Regions from separate parts of the Mus musculus genome. Here region 1 is linked to region 2. Evidence: chromatin contacts called from public HiCAR-type data. All regions are on one chromosome and are shown on one strand. The core of a region is the stretch at or near the end of the contact, and the rest is flanking DNA. Distances in the headings are between cores, read along the strand shown. Region 1 overlaps St6gal2 (beta galactoside alpha 2,6 sialyltransferase 2). Region 2 has its middle 16 kb from the start of Gm26291.

Region 1 (6,523 bases), core at 418-2,917, 810 kb before region 2:
AAATCGTAACATTACCCTCTGTAACAATTATTCTATTTCCACTAAAACTGTGGACATTGCAATTTCATTCTGTCACTTACTACCCATAGGTGGTGCAAGTGAGGAGCATCTTCATAAGACTTCCCTCACTTCAGATGCCAGCCTTAGGGGTCACCAGGCCATGTTTGGCTCAGCTATCAAGCAGAAAGTCCCCACAATATCCATTAGGTTTGATACTCTGCTATAATGAATAACAAAACCAAGCAAAATGGTACATGTAATTATTTTGGTTTTATATATACAAGACCCATGAGGTGATGAATGAAGGGATTTCACTTCTGGTATACAAAAACCTCAGCAGTCATAGAGCTACATTGAATCTCACTGCCAGCATTTTACTGAGGTTGTGTTATATGGGTATTATTTCATGAATTACCAGCCTCAAGGGTAAACTCAATCCACAGCTCTCCTTTCCTTGTTGGAAGACAATACTGAGTTCTAAGCCAAAAATTTCACATTGTTAGCCTTTCAGAAGTCCCTAACTTAAGCTTTGTAGGAACTTGTAATAATGAGCATAGTCCTATCACAGGGAATCTGAATAATTGAAACAGAGTTTCAGAAAGGATCCTATGACAAAGACTAAAGGAGTCCTTCAGTGTTCACAGGGTGAACTACTACTGAAAGGATGGATTTGAAAGCCTGCCTTCCTGTTTCTAAATGGGAATGATTTCGCTGCTCTGAGCTTTGAGTGGGTAACAGGAGAAAGATAAGATCATTTCAGCATTAGCCTGTGAGAACCTTTTTATAACCTACAGATAAAGGTGGGGAATGTGGGGTGTGAGAATCAGGGGTGTAATAAAATAGAAAAAACCAGCTTTGAGCTGTTGGGAAGAAGCCAGATACCTCTGGCCCCAGAAGCCATGCCCCATATGCTACATGAATTCATGTTGCCTTATAATTTAGTGGCTGCAGGAAGCTGAGGCGAAAGAAGTCTGAAGGTGAACCTGCTGAATTACACAGAATGATTCCTGAGATCAGAGCCCGGCTTCATTACATGAAAATGCCTAGTTCCTTGAAAATGAGACGGGAAGCCTTTTCTGTCAAGGGAAATAACGGCTGGCACAGTAGGGAGGTAAAATAATGAGAAGATATCTGGGGACACCGGGAAAAGAAGGTCCCACTGAGTACCCAAGGCCCTGTCCCTATTTGTTCTTTCCTTCCTGATGTGCTAGACTTGAGAAAACAGAAGAATCCCCATGATCCTCAGAGCTCACAAAAGAAGTAATAATCTCAAGGCAAAGAACGGCAGTTCTGCATCGGGTAAGATGCACAGACCTCCTGGCACACAGTAAGTAATTATGCAGAGGAGGAAATTTGCTGCCTCCACTCATGATCAGGCTTCAACTTTTAATAATTCAAGTCTTCTGTGCAACTTTGATGGCTGCAAGCCTTCTGTTGCTAATTAAGAGACCACCCTCCAAAATGATTACGTCTCAAAGACACTGGCAGATCCTCTGCTAGCAAAACACACATAATTCCCTCTGTTTATTCCTGGTCTCCATCAGACACATTTTATAACAGATCTAGGTCATAAAGGTGAGGGACATTAAAGTCAAAGCATGTGTCCTTCTTCATGTGGAAGGGAAGCTCTTGTTATGCAACAGAGAGCATCCTTTTCCTATGATAGCACATCTGAACTGTTATACTGACATCACTTAAACAGAATCGTCTGTTGCACTCACTGCTATAAGCCATCATTAGCGGGTATGGTATAAATGGCATCGGAGGTAGAGGAGAAGTCCATAGGCAAAGCATCTGTCCCTAGATGCCAGTGGAAAGTACTCCCTAATCATAACTTCATGTGTATATTGTCAGTGAGGGTTAAATGACTGCCACGTTCAGCTATGGCAAGATTATCTGCATACTGGACCAGTGCAACTTACTCTGCCCTCCACAGATATGCTCAATTATTACCTAGCAGCAGGAAGATTTTGATGCCCAGGGGACTCTCTCTGTTATTGGCACTACCTCTGTCCTATGGAATTTCTATTTTTATGTAGAGAATATATCCATAACCCCTAGAAATTATTCTGATTCCTTTGCTCATCTAGAAAGCTTGGTGGGTTTCCTTAACTAAGATATGGATTTCCTCTTCCAAACAGAGAAAATAAAAAGAGTTCAGTTGTCTTCAGGAAAATCATAATTAGACAGAAGAATGTTTAAATTCTTCAAAGTATTCTAAAAGAGATCATATTTCCCCAAAGACATGTTGTTAGATGAAATTATGAAATGTAAACAATTCTGCAAGCAGTAAAATTCGGCATGATGTTAAGGCAGCTAAGTTTCTGTTTTGTTTAAGGACAAAGAGCTGAATTATAGTTAGTCTTTGCTTCTGTAATGGAATCACTCCTGAGCCCTAAGATTGACAAGTTTTATCACCAGGTTTTGTTTTTTGTTTGTTTGTTTGTTTTGTTTTGATTCAGGTTTGGTGTTGACTGTTGTGGTTGTTAATATACTTTTAATACGTTTGGGGTAACCCTAACGACCAGGTTTACTGCGAGTCTCAAAAACCAAAGAGTTGTCTGGACCAAATTCAAATCTAAGATTTAACTTGTGAGCTACAGAGGGACATCCATATCTAAATGGTCTCCATGACCTTTGTCCTTAAAATTAGCTCCTGTTACACACGAGAAGGCATTCCAGACACAGAGAAGGAATATAAAGTGCTCCAGTTAGGATGCATCTATCGCTTCCCAACCTCACAGGCCCCTTTACAAATGGCCCCTTTCCTTACTTCACTTTTGTAAAAGTAAGAACGTGTTTAGACCACTAAATACAGAAGGCTAAGAGTCCCAGTCCGTTCTAAAGCCATATTCAAAAAAACAGAAGGGAAAGGCCAGCCAGATCAGGGAGTATTGTGGTGATGGGACACAAGCCCCCTTTTAAGGAGTACTTCAAATCTTTGTCTTTGGAAGAACAGTCCCCCTTGATAGAGAGGCCTCTTCTCTGTGGCAGGGTGGGGTTATGAGTGAGTACAGATGTGAGGAAGGGATGACACACTCAAAGGATCTCATTTGGCAAAGGTGTTAAGTTTTCATAAGGGGTGCCAGGGCAATTAATGATAAGATACTCAGACAAGCTACAGTGGAGATGACTGCAAGCCTCCTATAGGTGGCAGCAACATATTACTCAGTCTCAAACACTCAGGAAAAGTGGATGGCCTATGGAACACTCTTAAACTGTATTTCTCAAATAAATGATTGGAACTAGTAAGATATAGCAAATGCAGGAAAGCCCATGTTCCTAGTTGTTTATAGGATGGCTCTGTTGGTATATGCTTCTCAACCTACAAGGAGGGTCTGGGTTGGCTCCAGGAATGCATAAAACTAGGCAGTAGACAGTTAGGCTTTTTGCATGCCTAGTGCACTAAAGCAAACCTTGAGTACTTCAGTAAAGAGAAGGCCTGGAGATGGACACTTATGATCAGGGTGGAAGAGGGGTGATTGTCTCAAGCCTTGGGACACCTAGGCTTGTTCCTGCATGAGGATGTGTGCAGAAAACACAAAGCACAAGGATGGTAAAGGTTTGGGTTGACTCAGGGTGGGATGCTCTTACAAGATGGTGGCATACATATATTTCTAGGTCAGTTATTGTCTACAGTACAGTGTTTTTGCTGAGGGGTCAGGCAGATAGGAAATGGTTTTAAAGGGAGATTTGCAGATGTGAGTCTCCCAGGCAGCTTTCAGTGGGGCAGGAGCAGGGGAAGAAAAATGATTTCAAAAGACTATCACTGGTTGTACTGTATGAAAACAACACAAGCTGCCTAGTGTGGTGTTCTTTTCTCTTTCTGAAACAGCTTTCAGACTTTGGGCACAATGTCTCTTTGTTTTATATTCATTAGCATTCAAATATTTACAGTTTGCACTAATAATGTGCCAAGGCTTGTAGTTGAAGCTGTCAATTTGATTCAGCACTGATTATCTATCTATCTATCTATCTATCTATCTATCTATCTATCTATCTATCTATCTATCTATCTATCTATCTATGTATCTATGTATCTATCTATTTATGTATCTATCTATTTATTTTACTTTTTCACTTTACATCCCACTCACTGTCCCCTTCCAGTCCCCCCCTCTCACAATCCTTCCTCTTACTCCTCCCCTTCTCCTCTGAGGGGGTGAGACCCCCTGGGTATCCTGACACCCTGGCACATCAAGTCTTTCAGGCTAGGCACATCCACTCCCACTGAGGCCAGACAAGGCAGGCCAACTAGAAGAACATATTTATTCCATGTATAGGAAATAACTTTTGGGATAGCCCCTGCTAGAGTTGTTCGGGACCCACATTAAGACCATGCTGCACATCTAATAGATATGTGTTAGGAGGCCTAAGTCCAGCCCGTGTAAGCTCTCTGGTTGGTGGTTCAGTCTCAGAAAGCCCCAAGGGTCCAGGTTAGTTGACTTTGTTGGTCTTCTGTAGGGTTCCTATCTCTGTCAGGGCCTGCAACCCTTTCTCCTATTCTTCCATACGGGTCAAACTCCAACCAGTGTTTGACTGTGGGTGTTGGTATCTGTCTGAGTCACCTGCTTGATGGAGCCTTAGCATAACAGAGTATCATTAATAGTCAGGGATTGGCGCCACTGTTTAACTCAGAAGATATGAAGTTGCAGACTTGAAAGATTTGCATGGACTCTTAAAATAGAACTGGGCTTGAACATAACATAGATATAGCCAAAGTTGGCTCTTAGAAGAACGTTCTGTACAAGCATAGGCTCCCTGTTTTTTCAAAAGGCAATGTTGTAACTTTAATTGCTATAAAGTTAACTCTTAATGATGGTTCTTAAATGCTCTTAAATGATGGTAGTAGAAAATAAAAAATACGGGGAAAGTGGACCTATTTAGAAAGCTTCTTTGGAGCAACTCTGGAATGTGTTGTCTGGAAATAGGCAGTTCAGTTCACAGGTTAGTAGAGGCAGCTCTATCCACTTGCAAACACTTCACAGATACAACGCTAATCCAGTTTGGCAGAGTTGGGATAGCAAACAGGAGTCAGCAGCAGTGGCACTACCTAGTAGAGATAGCCAGGCCTCAGCCTGGGCTCTATTCAACAGGATGGACCAGGAGGAAAGCCAGGAGAAGTTCTCCTCTGTGCCTCCCTCAGGGAATCGAATATCAATGAAGATGCAAGACCCACAATCATTACACAGCTAGCTCTATAAGCAAGCCAAGCTCAGCCTCTGTCACTGTCTGTAGAGTCCTATTTATATTCTCCAAACATCACATGCCCTCCACAGGTCTTGCCTCTACACATGTCTTGCCTCAGCATGTGCCTCTGTCTCAGCTGTCTCTGCCAATCAGCCCGAGTCTGAGAAAGAGGCAAGAAACTACAGCACATCACCGGAAGATTTTTGGTGCACTTCTCTCTATGGAGTCCTGACAAATGCAGCTCAACTATGCAGTGTAAGGCAGACAAATACATTTATGTCATTGGTGAAGAATCCTTCATCATGTGCACTTTTGTGTGCTTGCTTTAGTAGAACATCCTTTGTCTGGTGTCTGCTTCAGTGCAACATTCCCTCACGAGTCTGCCTTAGTGTGTCCAATTCAGGAAAACACTCGTTCACATGTTAGCCCCAGCAAAACACCATCCAGCCGACTTTCCAAAGATCCCTTAAGTTGCAACTTCACAGTGTAGATTGCTCCCCATCCTAATCCAAGGGGTATCTAGAGTATCACCACAGGCATCTGATGATACAACTGTAAAGTCAGAGTCAACATCCCTGACCCAGGCATTGGGTGGAACAGAACATATGACAGTGGCATCTAAGCAGAACAAAAAAAGGGACTAGGGAAATGTTTCACTGGCAAACTTCTTGCTTAGTGTGTGTAAAACCTTGGATTTAGTTAGCACTACAGAAAACCAAATGTGATGGCTCACACCTGTAATTCCAGTACTTGGCAGGAGCTACCACGAAAATGAGAAGTTCAAGGTCGTACTTTCCTGGATATTTGGTGTGTTCAAGGTCAAACTGGACTTCTCCTTCTCCTTACATGACCCTACATTGAGGCATCCTTGGTTAGACAAACATTAATACCTGACTATAGTTTATAAGCACTAAATAAATCTTCCCTACATAAAAACCTGTGTTTACTGCTTCAGTCATCAATGTAAAATTGCCCTAGAAGAACTGATATGTATCTTCAAATGGATTTGGGGCACTAGTCAGCTTATTATAGTTCATTCTGCTATAATTCAGTAAATATTTATTAAACTGAAGGTAAGGGTGAATGCATGTTACATGGTGTTCAGCCCTTGGAGAAGTGACTTTGTAGCAAAAGCAGGAATAGGAAGGATTGTACAGAGTCAAAGTCCCAAATCTCTCTAGAACAGAAAATTAGGTTTCTTACAAGAACCAAATAAAGAGGGCTTCAGGGAACTCGCAGAAGATTTTAGAGGCTCCGTGTGAAATTTGCTTCTCTCTCTGAAATAGGGTTTGTTTTCAAAGATGCAAACAAAAAGTAAAAATAGAAGAAAAGT
Region 2 (6,821 bases), core at 31-2,530:
CAACTTTCATGCCACCCTGTTCCTCACATCCTTCCTATAAACCACTAATCATGAATATATTCTAGCTTCAACATATGGAAAAATAGATTTAAGAGAATTATCAAATGCAAAGCAGTATTATGCATTCTTAATTTAAGAACGCATTGCCATGTTAATTGAGAGGCAAATACTCTCATAGTAATGTACTAGTCAGTGTATCATCATCCTCAGTATAAACACTCAGAACAAAAACCCTCAGTAGTTTTCAAACTTGCATTTTTTTCCCAGCATAGAGAGGGAGGGACAAAAAGGCAGGTATTTTAGAAAGAGTAAATGTATTCTCTGATGTTTAGGTTCCATTGAAAGCTCGTGAAAGCTTTTCTCTGCATCCCTACTTTGTGTGTCTTCTAGCATAATTTTCTTGTCTGGTCTTTCTACATAAGTATGTAAAAAATGAGGGGGTCTCTCTTACTCTAAGCTAAATTTTAGCGCTCATGACTATGTATGAGATCTGATTTCACTACAGTTTGTGAATATTGGCCTAATTTTTAGTCTCTTTAACTGAGCAACAACAATTTATATAACCATTCTATTTGTTCTGGTTCAGCCTTTCCTTTCCCATGTAGCTGCCAACATCAGTTACCAGATGTTAAAGAATTACAGACATTTTATACTTGCATTATGAAAGATGTCTGTAATAGCCCATCTCTGCTGGAGCCACACCACAGCAATGCACCCATAGAAATCGGCTCAAAAGGATGCTTTTGCTGTCTTCTGAGCCCATCCTTCCCAAACTAGGGAGTAGTTGCACCTGACCTTGAAAATGACTAGATATAATGAGAGTGTGCTCAAATTTTCTTTTACTTTCAAAAAAAACAGTGTTACTACCTGTTGGGAAAACAGAGGCTGAGCTTTCTAAAAAGCCTATCAATGACAGTGTGGATTTTCCTTTCTTGGAATGTATTTTTAGACCCAGCCAGGGAGTTGGGGAGAGGCCAGGCAGGGAGGATTTCATGTAGGGAGGTTATCAACATCACTCTATCTTTTGTGCTTCAGCAGGAGAGATGCTGCTAGTTTCTGAGTTTGCCTTTGGTCATCCTGTCTTTCCTTTTAATGAATTTTCTCACAGGAGGAAACACAAAAGACAGCATTTTACAACCAAAACTCAAGAGCTAAAACAACCAAATGCTATTACACACAAAATGGTTTCACAAAACACCTTGCAAGATTGAGTGTGATTGCTCTCTGGCTGAAAAATGAGATAGCGCAACATAAGCTTCTTCCCACAACACTGAATTAAGCATCTTTGAAAGACTCAATGTCAAGAAGACAAAAATACCAGCAAATGCAAAATTAAACAGAAGTGTCTTATAACTTCCCAGCAACAAATTCTAGTTCCGAGAGTGTTCAAGCAGCTGCCTAGTGCTACCCCCTTTGTTTCCTTTTCTCACATTCTTTCCTTCCATGAAAAGAGAAAGATAGAAATAAGAAAGCTATATAAAGAACTCCCAGAATCCTACAGAACAGGCTAAATGTATTTCAATCTACTTTGTCAAATTTTCAATTACCACATCTTAGTCCTGCAAGTCAGCAGAGTGATTCATCTATTCTTTTGCATGACATAAAATGGGGGCTTTATTTGTATACCCCTTTGCCATTGAAACAAAGAATTTTAATGCCTACTCAGAGCTATAGTACATCTGTTTGCTGAGTTGTCAAAGATAAAAAGGATGGCTTCTCCCTTTAGTTTTTTAAATGTTAAAATACAGAAGTTCAAAGAAAAGAGGCAGAGATACAGATTTGGGAGAGGAGTATCAGTTCATTTACACTGCAGCTGTTGTTAGCTGATTGCATGTCTTCTGGTAGAAGCTGGTCCTAGATTTGGGGTCTGGTATTCAGGAATTCTTTGCATGGCATGGGAACAAAGAGAATAAACAACAGAGTTTCTCTCTAGCATTTGTAAGAATATGAGTTGTTACCATCAAGGGTAGAATAAGAGGCTACTGCATGGAGTCTCCCAGCTTTCTGAGAACAGTTAATCTTCCTAATCTAACTGTGTATCCTTTACTGGAAGGAGATTTTGGCATCTAGGTACAATCTCTCAGAACATCTTAAATATCTAGTACATGGCTCAACCCATTAAGGAATGCATTTGGAAAAGAGGAAAATTCAAAACAACAAACCAGTACATCTATGGGCTGCCTTGTGTTGCTTAAGCTCCATCACTCCACACTCATGTTCTTCTAATCTTGAGGCAGGATACAAGATGGGGAAAACTGTAGGGATCTGGAAAAGAAAATGAGGCACTTACTCAATATTGCCTGAAGCTTCTTGTCAGTTGAAAATCCAGAATCCAGCCCAGTAACATATATTTAAGGGCTTTCTTTCTTACTAGATGAAAACCTGTGCTTTTCTAAGCATCTCACCAGAAATCCCATTTACAGAAAGCAGCATGAACTAAACCCCTTGAGTGTCTATAGCAGCTCCTGGTTTTAACTTATGAGACTGGAATAATGTTGAAAGTCATTTTGAAATCTCAGTTACTAAAAAGCAAAAGGAAGAAAAATAACAGGTTCTCAGAAAATTTTTGCGATGTAACTTGAGAAGCACCAATATGGTGTGCATGACTAATAAGACAACTGATTGAGACTTTATCCAGAGCCCATACATTCCTATATTACTTTCTTTCTCTTAAGCTTTATGTTTATAAGACAACTGATTGAGACTTTATCCAGAGCCCATACATTCCTATATTACTTTCTTTCTCTTAAGCTTTATGTTTATAACCGAGGTCCATATATATCTTAATAATGTGACTCTTCTTAAGGAAGTTTCCTCTATGCTTTATGTATGCTTTTATCATTTTTCTGAATGTCTTCCCTTCTATATTCAATAGAATTCCAATTCTGTTTCTCCCTGAGTAACCCTGAGATTCCTGTCTATACTGAAGTTACAAGTCCTGAGTTTGCCTAGTCAAAGTCCCTAAAAATAAATGCTTCTGGCTGCAGAGGCTATCGTGTGGAACAATAACTCATTCACCACTGGGACACCCTGAGCATAAAACCACAAAGCAAGGATTGTCTCAGTAGGCCTTACTGAAAGTTCCTGGAATCATTTCTTTCCTTTGAATTGGCTGTTTTCAAAAGATAAATTTAATCAGACATCTCTGTTTTTCCCTCCCATTTTTCATATTTAGTTAAGCTCTTCCAGGAAACATCCTTCCACATCTTGAGACTGACAGTAATTCCAGATGCAGTTACGCTGACGCAAAGGCTTTTAGGAATTTTCAGTCATTGTTAAGACAAAGAGGCTTCTTAATAAACTACTGTACTTCACACTCTTGTCCTTACATCCCATACATGTATGTCAAAATCTCATCTTGGTTCAGTGACAGTGTTTTTGGTGTGTGTGTGCAGAAAAATAAAAAGGGAAGAACCTCTTTAAAGAGTCTATCATTTTGCTTGGGAAGGTATTCCTTCATAGTCAGAATGAAAGCTGTCTTACTTATTGGTTTCAGTGATATTTTCTGAAAACAAAACAGGCAATGACAAAATTTCCACTGCAGTGTAACAGCCTCATCCAGCCAGCATCTTCATTGCTCTCACAGCCTTGCCAGCAGAACCACATCAGAAACCTGCCAAAATAAATTTCTGTTAGCCAAAGTGTCAGTGTTTCCAAGTTAAAGTGACATTAGGAAGTTTTAATCAGAAATGAGTTGGAGAAGGCAAGATTCATACACAAGAGGTTTGTTCTTTGCCCTTCTCCTTCCCTTTTAAAATTGGCAGGTAGTGACCTAGTTAAAAAAAAATGGAGAGTTTCTATGGGATTTCCACCTGTACTTCCCTTATTGCCAACAACTTTCATTAGCATGATGTATTGTTAGAGCTGATGAAGTGGTCATTATTTGTGTATCATTATTTGTTGGTGATAATTCACAATATGTCCCATGCAATATATTCTATAAGTATTCACAGATTCTCAATGTTATGTATCCACCATGGCAATATCATGCAGAATATTTACCTCTGCTATTCATTGATCTTTTGTGTACCTAGTTTGCTTCTTCCAGAATATGATATAGTGGGCATAAAAAAATATATTACCTTTCACTTAGCAGGCATTTAGGATTCCCATTTTATTCTGTATTCCACACTAAAGGTGCAACTTAGTTTATATACTCACTCACTGAGGGTGTCCTTGTTTCTGAGTTTGGACAATTACAAATAAAGACACTATAAACAACCGTGCATAGGAAGTGAGAAGCACATGATTTCAACTCATTGGGAAACCTAAGGTTATGATAGTATGATCATATGGTATGAGTGTGTTAAGGTTTTATAACTTTTTTAAATTTGCAATTTAGTAATGGCTACCAATATCTTTTATATAATTTTTTTCTCCATACTTTCTTTAGTATTTTTAAATATACCAATCTTAAATCATATTTATTACATTTTTCTTTCTTTCTTTTTTATGCACATTTGTGCTCCATGGTGGATTTATGAAATTGTGAGAATGTGGAGGTCAAAAGAGAACTGGCCCCTACAAAGTTCTCTTCTTCTACCACATGAGTCTCAAGGATCGACCTAAGCCATCAGGCTTAGCCACGGGTCCTTTTTCTGATACAACACCATGCTAAGTCAATACCTATTTTTAATAGAGTTGTTTCCTTTTCATTCTGTCAAGATTTGAAAGCTCTTTGCATGTGTTAGCATATGTGCTTTGGTAATAAGTACTGTTGTGGATTTTCTTTGTCTGTGGACTGTCTTTTTATTGTTTTCTCTTTTACAGAGGTCTTTAATTTTGATAAAGTACAAAGTAAAATTTCTTCTGTCATGGCTCCTGCTTTTTGTAGATATAAAGAAGTCATTACCTGTCATGTTTTTGTACCAGAAATGTCATTGGCTTGTGCTTTGCATTAGTGTTTATAATCTACTTTGTGTTAGTTCTTGTGAAAATTTTAATGTCTGTGCTGTGTTTTGTTTTTACACATGTGAGCATCAATTGGATATAGCACCTTTAGCTGCTGTGACTACTTCCGAAAGACACTGATCACAAGGAAGACATAGGGATTTGGCTCTTTTCATGGTCTCTCATAATCAATGACATAGGGAACATAAATTGTACGTGTGTTCAAAGTAGCACTTCAAGCAAGTGTATTTTGTTTACACTTTGCAAAAACAAGTCATTTGAGACCTTGCATTCTGTAGGGTCCCCCCAACCTCCGACCTCCTGAGGTTGCCTGTTTCCATCCTTTCTGCTGGCCCTCAGGGCTTTAGTCCTTTTCCCTCACCCAATACTAGAGCAGGTTCCCCTCTCCTCACCCCCCACCCTGGCTACGTTCCCTCCTAGCTCCCTTCCTCCATCCCCATTTGTGATTGCTTTCTTCTCCCTCCCAAACTGTGACTAGTTTTCTAAGAAATAATAAACTTTCTCTCAAATCCCAAAGAAACCTGGAATAAGGCTCACTCAGTATCTTTGGCTCATAAGCACTTCTCTCCCTTACCTTAACACTTGCCAACCCAGAGGCGGGGCATCTCTACCCTTCCCCTGGCTTCTCTTGCCTATATAAATCTGTCATTTAGACCATGTGCTCTGCTCTTTTCTTCTCGTGGTCCTTGAATTCTCTCTTGATCCACTCAGTCACTGTCTGCTTCTTTCTCACTTTTCTTCTGCTCTCTCTGCTCATGTCCTGGTTCAGTCTGGACCTTTTAGATGCCTCTGGCTGAACTCTTCCTCATATCTACAGAAAAAAATAGTCTTCTCTACCATATCTAGAAGTGGTCATATCCTCATTTCATTCACTTTGAAAGCAGATTTTTAAGTGAATATCATTAACAGTTTGTGAATAAAAATATAATCTATCATTTATTAATTTGAAAGTAGTCTCTGTGCCTTTGATAAATACTACTTTATTGGCTTACTAGCCCTCTTGACTCTATGAAGTGAGTTCATATCATTGTCCTCTTTGTTCTGCTGAAGGATTTTTTTGTTTGCTCATTATCTTCAAAAGATTTTTGCATATTTATTTACATATCCCTCTGCATGGATCTATTTTGCAGCATGCTTGAGGATACTATTTTTGCCGTGCTTTTAGTTTTCTTTCCAACTTTACCGCCACCTGTGCTTCTTAAAATAAAATGGAATTCTAGCTTCAAATGATAATTATTTTTACATTAGGCCCCCAATTACTTAGAAACACTTTCTCACACTGTTGCTTTTGTAATTCTAATTTCCACTACACAGATGCTGTGATAGGCTTACTTGCTGTGGGCTCTCTGCACTGCTGCCCCTTTCAATCTAAATGGAAGATTATTTCTCCACATCAAGTGTCTTGTAAAATAGTGTCTGATAATTCTGTCCTTTGCACACATTTATGCATATGAAGGTATAGATCTCAGATAGATGCTAATATTTAAATAGCAGCTTCCTGATTTGCTGTTTTTTTTCAATGTTTAGCTTGTGTTTTCTTCACAAAAGCTCCAGCCCTGCAAATTACATTCTTTCAAAGAATCTTAATTATGCCATCTATCTAACTCTTTTTTCCTCCCTATAGCAATATGTTAGAACTTTAAGAACTTGAGGTTATTTTCTTACTAGTACGTTTTCATATTCCTTTTTTTTTCATTTCATAGTCTTTCTTCTTTTTCTGATCATCCTCTTGCTAGAGTCCTTCACAAGTAACTTGGACCTCAATTCTTGTTTCTCTTACTTTCTGTAGTCATTGTTTTGTTTGTTTTTGAGGCAAGGTGCCACTATATAGTCCCGGGTAGCCTCCAACATGGGATACTTGAGTTTCTGTTTCTCCAGTGCTATGTTTATAGGCATATACAGTTTTAATT

Evidence for each region. HiCAR-type assays count read pairs that join an accessible place to other places.
Region 1: a contact with region 2 is called in a HiCAR-type map of PVALB interneurons, with 6 times the contacts expected there. The contact joins two enhancer-like sites. A contact is called at or near these places in 5 of 39 promoter capture datasets (the HPC-7 cell line, cranial neural crest, frontonasal cranial neural crest and 2 more), 13 of 484 Hi-C or Micro-C datasets (the HPC-7 cell line, cerebellar granule neurons, cerebral cortex and 5 more) and 1 of 115 datasets of contacts at active chromatin or transcription factors (PVALB interneurons).

The regions. Positions count from the first base shown.
Region 1 is chr17:55,474,200-55,480,722 of GRCm38.p6, reverse strand. All of the region lies in intron 1 of St6gal2 (beta galactoside alpha 2,6 sialyltransferase 2), which reads right to left. Among named protein-coding and RNA genes, the nearest start is that of St6gal2, 32 kb to the right of the region's middle. Within about 2 kb of position 1,667, at least 4 of the 459 cell types and tissues checked have an H3K27ac peak or open chromatin away from gene starts, as enhancers often do. A contact at or near this core is called in PVALB interneurons, where this site is marked.
Region 2 is chr17:54,664,175-54,670,995 of GRCm38.p6, reverse strand. No RefSeq gene overlaps it. Among named protein-coding and RNA genes, the nearest start is that of Gm26291, 16 kb to the right of the region's middle. Within about 2 kb of position 1,280, at least 7 of the 459 cell types and tissues checked have an H3K27ac peak or open chromatin away from gene starts, as enhancers often do. A contact at or near this core is called in PVALB interneurons, where this site is marked.